2 separate regions of the Mus musculus genome follow, and region 1 is linked to region 2. A link is a contact called in public promoter capture Hi-C data. All regions are on one chromosome and are shown on one strand. Each heading gives the region's core, a stretch centred on a gene start, on an enhancer-like site or on the middle of the called end of the contact. The rest is flanking DNA. Distances are from core to core; before and after follow the strand shown. Region 1 holds the start of Polg2 (polymerase (DNA directed), gamma 2, accessory subunit). Region 2 holds the start of Hexim1 (hexamethylene bis-acetamide inducible 1).

What was found. Promoter capture Hi-C pulls out the DNA fragments that hold promoters and counts their contacts.
Region 1: a contact with region 2 is called in a promoter capture Hi-C map of second pharyngeal arch cranial neural crest. The contact joins the promoter of Polg2 here to the promoter of Hexim1 in region 2. A contact is called at or near these places in 2 of 39 promoter capture datasets (erythroid cells and second pharyngeal arch cranial neural crest).

Annotation. Positions count from the first base shown.
Region 1 is chr11:106,777,978-106,780,846 of GRCm38.p6, reverse strand. It overlaps Polg2 (polymerase (DNA directed), gamma 2, accessory subunit), which reads left to right and starts at 1,310. Exons shown (of 8, transcript NM_015810.2): 1 at 1,310-1,888. The coding sequence starts at 1,405. It overlaps Ddx5 (DEAD box helicase 5), which reads left to right. Exons shown (of 13, transcript NM_007840.3): 13 at 1-491.
Region 2 is chr11:103,114,851-103,117,923 of GRCm38.p6, reverse strand. Hexim1 (hexamethylene bis-acetamide inducible 1) reads right to left here and starts at 1,599. Exons shown (of 1, transcript NM_138753.2): 1 at 1-1,599. The coding sequence starts at 1,002.

The sequences.
Region 1 (2,869 bases), core at 61-2,560, 3.7 Mb before region 2:
CAGCAAACAGCTTTGTTTCAGAATGGCTATAAGTAGGTCTAAATGTCTTCCCAAAAAATTGGTGTGTTTTTTGCCCAGGACAAAAGTCTTAAAGGAAGTTATTTAACTTTTTGTTTTTAAAATGGGCTTATTGTTAATGCCTTATTTATAAAATGTTAAAACAAAATAGAATGTGCTGGGGGTGGGAGCTGGGCGTGTTTTCCAGGGCTGATAACATTGAAAACTGGTTCATCCTCTAGTACTGAGTGGTTTTCAATGGCATGGCTAGTCAGATTCATGATTTTTAAGTATAGGTGTAGATTGGAGCATTTATTACATATTTTACTGTTCAATGTCTTAATGTGGACCTTTTATTTTGTAAATAATTATGGAAATGATTGTGGGGCTTGGAAAAAATTACCTTTGAAGTTTTAAAAGACAGTCCACTTTTTAGCATGTGTGTTGTGTCCAGCCTGTGGTTGTCTTAACTAATAAATGTGATTTTTCTCCCCATTCTCTTCATTTATTTATTCGCGTAGAGGCCTCTTACCTGGGTTTTTGCACCCCCGCCTTCCCCATTCCAGCTATCCTGGAATTTGATACATAGGCCAAGCTGGCCTTGAAGTCAGAGATTGTCCCTTATGCATATGTTAACATAGGAGTGAGCTACCACAACAGTCCTGCACCTTATAATCAAACTCCAGTATCAAAAACACCCCTTTGTCCTAGTCAGGTATTAACTGATTTCTACGAGAAGGGAAGTACAGAGGTTAAGAGCACTGCTCTTCCAGCAACCATACGGTGCCTCACAACCACCTGTAGTGATGGCCTCTTCTGGTGTGTCTGAAGACAGCAACTCACAAATCTTTAAAAAAAAAAAAAAAAATTCTTTTTAAGGAGGTGGTTAATAAATTCCCGAAGCCCTTTTTAAGACCTGGTCACCCTGTCTGTCCAGCCACACCCGGGAGAGAGTGGAGTGGCCATTGGTGATAATGTTTGCCAGCATTAGTATAAACTAAAAGTGCACAACACATTCCCTTGGAGACTGAACGCTAAGCCTCACATCAGTACCGTCCAGGACAACATTTTGGAAGGGGTTTTTTTCGTTTTGTTTGGCAGCTCGGAAAACCTGATGCTAACTCTATAGTAACAGGATTGTGGTAAAAGCTAAACAAGTGAATGTGAGGCAGGTGGAGTTACCAAACGGAAAATCCCAAAGGTAGTAAACAATCAGACGCTGGCGTCAGCCGCGGAGGCCGGGATACGCCCAAGGCGGCTGCTGCTCAGCAGCGGGTGACGCTCTTCCGGGGGCGTGGTCTACAGCACGTCCATTTCCGCTGTGCCTGCACCCCAGGCCCTGGTGCTGGTGTAGGTTTGAAACTGCGGCTCTGCACGGGAGGTGCTGGTGTTCCGACTCCTGAAGCGATGCGCTGCGGTGGCGGCGCCAGGGCCTGCCGCAGGGCCTGCAGGTGCTGGCTGTCCGGGTACGCGGGTCCCGCAGATGGGACGCAGCAGCCTGACGCCCCCGAGCATGCGGTGGCCCGCGAGGCGCTGGTAGACCTCTGCCGGAGGAGGCACTTTTTCAGCGGGACGCCGCAGCAGCTCAGCACGGCTGCTCTGCTGAGCGGGTGCCACGCGCGCTTTGGACCTTTGGGTGTAGAGTTACGAAAGAACCTAGCCTCACAGTGGTGGTCCTCTATGGTGGTGTTCAGGGAGCAGGTCTTCGCGGTGGACTCCCTCCACCAGGAGCCGGGCTCTTCGCAGCCGAGGGACAGTGCCTTCAGGTTAGTCTCTCCAGAAAGTATACGCGAAATCTTGCAAGACAGAGAGCCGAGTAAGGAACAGCTAGTGGCATTTCTTGAGAACTTATTAAAAACTTCTGGGAAACTACGGGCGACTCTTCTTCACGGTATGGCTCTTCGCGTTTCGTGCTTCTGAACAGATTTGGGGTGGAAAAGCAGTCTTGCACGAGTTTGGAGACAGCAACGGCCCTAGGCTTCCAGGCAAAGAAGTGACCAGGTTCCTTTTTTTTTTTTTTTTTTTTTTTTTAATAACATCAGAGTGATCCACCTTGAGGCAAAGGTCCGAGGCATCATTCCTGAAGAAATTTGTAAAGCATTCAGTTTGACGAGCAAACCTAAAACTATAGAGGTAGGACCTTATATAAATCAGTCACATGCTTTCATTGATACCAAGGCATTTTCAAAGACTTCCTCTGTTCCAGTTTTAAATACAATTATCAACTCAGGTTTTTCTTTTTTTTTTTTTTTTTTTTTTTTTTTTTGAGACAGAGTTTCCCTGTGTAGCCCTGGCTGTCCTGGAACTCACTCTATAGACCAGGCTGGCCTCGAACTCGGAAATCTGCCTGCCTCTGCCTCCCAAGTGCTAGGATTAAAGGCGTGCGCCACCACTGCCTGGCAACTCAGGTTTTTCTTGGTGTTTTTTGTTTGTTTGTTTGTTTTTGGTTTGTTGCTTTGTTTTGTTTTTTTTTTTTTTGTGGGGTTTTTTGCCAGGTAATTTTTTAGCTTGTCAGCTAGAAGATGAGATACACATCTTTAAAGTCAAATATAACAAATTCGGAAATGCTGCCTCTGCCGTTTAGCAGTATGGAGTAGCTAACAACACCTTACAAATCCAAGCTTGTGAAAATTAGTATATACTGTAACCTTAAATTTTTAAAGCAAAATAAAGCAAGCCGGTGATAAATGCAATTAGATTGTAGTATATTTTATCCTGTATTCTTGGTATTGATTGATTAAACAGTCTCACCATGTCCCCCAAACATCAGCTGTTTTTTACCTCTCAGTCTTTTAGATCAAAGTTGCAGACTGAAAATGAGATTTTGAGTTCAGTGTGGATAACATGGAAGTCAGTTCTCTCCTCCTATCGT
Region 2 (3,073 bases), core at 350-2,849:
GAGGTTCTCAGCGCGCAGCCGGTCCAGCTCTAGCTCGAGCTCCCGCACTCGCGCGTCGACGCCTCCCAGCCGCTTGCTTTCCAGCCGCAGCCGGTTATTTTCGTCCTCCTTGCGGGAGAGGCACTTCTCCAGCTCCAGGTACTCTTTGATGAGCTCCTGCTTGCTCATGTTCTGCAGGCTCTCGGCGTGGTACCGCTCGTACGTCTCCGAGAAGTCCCGCTGCAGAAACTCGCTGCCGTCCCCTCCCATGCCATCGCTGCCTCCGTCTTCCTCACCAGCTTCTTCCACAAAATCCTCATCGCTGGTGTCGTCGGATTTGGCGGCTGCCCGCTTGGGGTAAAGGCCGGTTTTGAGATCAGGCTCCTCCTGATCGTGGTCATCCATGAGGAACTGCGTGGTGTTATAGGGCGCAACTGGCTGGCCCTTGGCGAACATCTCGGCTCGAACCCGCGAAGCTCGCAGGCTCTGCTTCTCGTCGAACTTTTTCTTCTCCTCCCAAGTCAGCTTGTAGTAGGGCTTCCAATGCCGCTTCTTCTTTGAGGGGCGTCTCCGATGTTTTTTCTTGCCCAGCTGTCTCTGTTGCTGTCCCCATGGCTCCTCGCCTCCGGCGGCAGGAGCCTCCTGCTTGGTGGCCTCCGAGTCATGACCTGGCTGCACGAGGGACTCTGACATCGGCTCTCCCTCCGCCGACGGGGAGGCACCGCCAGTGGATAAGTCCTCCCCATTCTGGCCCTTCTCGCCCTTCTCCAGGGAGCTCAATTCTGGACAGGCATTCGTCTGCAATGGGGGCAGCTGGTGCTTCAGGCCCCCTTCTCCCTCCTGCCCTGGACGGCTACCGGACTGCAAGGACGCTCTCGATTGCCACCTACTGTCCTCCTTGGGCACCCGTTCCTCCGCGCTTGGGGGGCGCTCAGAGGTATGCTCTTCATGGACAACAGCAGCACCTGTACAGTTGCTAGTTTGAGGCTGGTGTTGATGTTCTGTCAAGAGTGGCTCGGCCATGGCTTAGTAGAGTTCTCTTCTGGAAGTTTGAGAAATTCTGGCTTAAGGAAAGAGGTTTTTCTTTCTTTTCAAAATATGTCCAACAAAGTCCTCTTCGGTCAGTAATTTCTGCAGTGACGCCTTCCGTCCGTCCTGTCAGCAAACTCCAATCGCAACTTGGAGTCCAGTCAATAAAGGGTTAAGCGCACACAAGCGTGGCCAACTAGCAGGTCCGGGGGTTCAGCAGCAGGCACCGTATGCAAATATGCAGAGGGGTGGGCTTCACGCCTCCCCGCCGAGTGCTCCCACAGACGAGGAGTTGGTGCGCAAGGAGAGGAGGTTTAAGTCCAATGGGTTAAACCCAACCCGAAAGGGTTAAAACTACCCGATGACGCTGCCTCGGAGGGGCCGAATCCACAAAGGGTTAAATCCCCTGCCGCAGAGCCCACAAGGGGTTAAAGTCCCAGAGCCGCCACCTCCCACTTCCACGGGTGTCGCTCCAACCCGAGCTCCCAGTTCCTCAGGCCGGGCCGGAGCCTTAGCCGAGGACAGACAAACTCATCTCCCCTCTGGCTCGATGCTCCGCTCAGTTCTCCTCCGCCTCCTCCTCTTTTCCTCCCTCCCTCCCTCCCCCTTCAGACAGCTCTTCTTCCGCCTCCTCCTCCGGCTTCCCCTCCCAACCTGACTTTCCACCTGCCAACTTCCAACTGCTGTCTCCAAGCCCTCGGCGCCTCTTATATATAGAAGCTTGTAAGCCCCGCCCATGCGCATGCGTAACGGAGTCCAGGTGTGGGGCAGCCGGGAGTCGTAGTTCCCTTCTTTCGGGCCCGCCGTCCTCGCGCGCCGTGCAACGTAGCCAATCATAGAATGCGTAGGGGGCGTCTCCCAGGCCGCCTTCTTCCATCGCTTAGCTCTCGCTGAAGAAACGTGAGCAGTCATTGGGCAAGAGTTATTCGTCTCTCCGAGGAAGGAAGACCAATTACAGAGGAGATGGGGCGGGTTCTGGACCATACCATTGTGCTTCAGGAATACAAGAAGATTCCATGACCTTTGGGAGCTTATACAGAATATTTTTATTAAAAGGTGCGTTTGAAAATCTACTGTCATATTCTGTTCTCAGCGGAAAGGTTCTGATGGCCATAAACCGTTTTCAACTTATGCAAAAATGGTCTGTCCCTAAAAAGTAGTCCCTAAAGTGTAAAAGAGGATTAAATTCTATAAAGAGAGCTGTTAGTCGTGATTACTGACATTGGATTCTTAAAATTACAATAATGTCTCTGAGGTAGGTGATGGGTTTCTTGGAGAGAGATAAGCGGAAGGATATTTTGGACAACTATTTATTAAAAAGACGAAAAGCGCATGAAGAAGTAAACAAATGAATTAAGAAGTGCCGCCTTAAAGGGACAGTGTGGTGGCCTGCCGAGCATCAGCTTCAGACTAGGCCTCAGGAACTGAGAGGGCGGGTTCGAGTCCTGAGTGACGTCGGTCCTCAGGCTATCCTGGAGGCCCTTAGGTGAGAGCAGCCACCCAGGCCAAGAGCTATCTCCGCACCAGAGGTGAAAGCAAAGTGGTCCTCCGCGGCCGAGCTCTCCGCCTGAGCCCGGATGGGAAGCGCGTGGTGAGGAGGAAGGACTCGCCCCGAACCTCGGCTTCTGCCGAAGAAAATGGCCTCCCGGGGTCGACTTGGCCTCTTCGCTTCCGATACCGCAAACCTTTCCCTAGCCAGGATACTCTGGAGAGATTGGGCCAATTGATGCGAAGTCTGTGTTGGGGAGGAACCCAAAAATCTATGCGTTCCCGAAAAAAGGGGGTGTCATCCACAGAGATGAGGTGTGTGTGTGTGTTGGGGGGAAGGCTTCGAGAAGGAAAGCTGAAGGCCTTCCCTGAAATGGGTGTGCTTGACCCAGGGCCGTAGGGTACATTGGGGGTGAAGTGGGGGTTCTACTCCCCCTTAAAAGGGATTCACATTCTTTTCCCCTACTAGAAGGACCCGAAAAACTCCCTTTAATCCCCTTGGCGTAATTGCCACTTCTCCCTTTGCCTGAGTACCCAGTGAGCCATTCTTCTTTTTCCTTACATTCCAGCCATAATG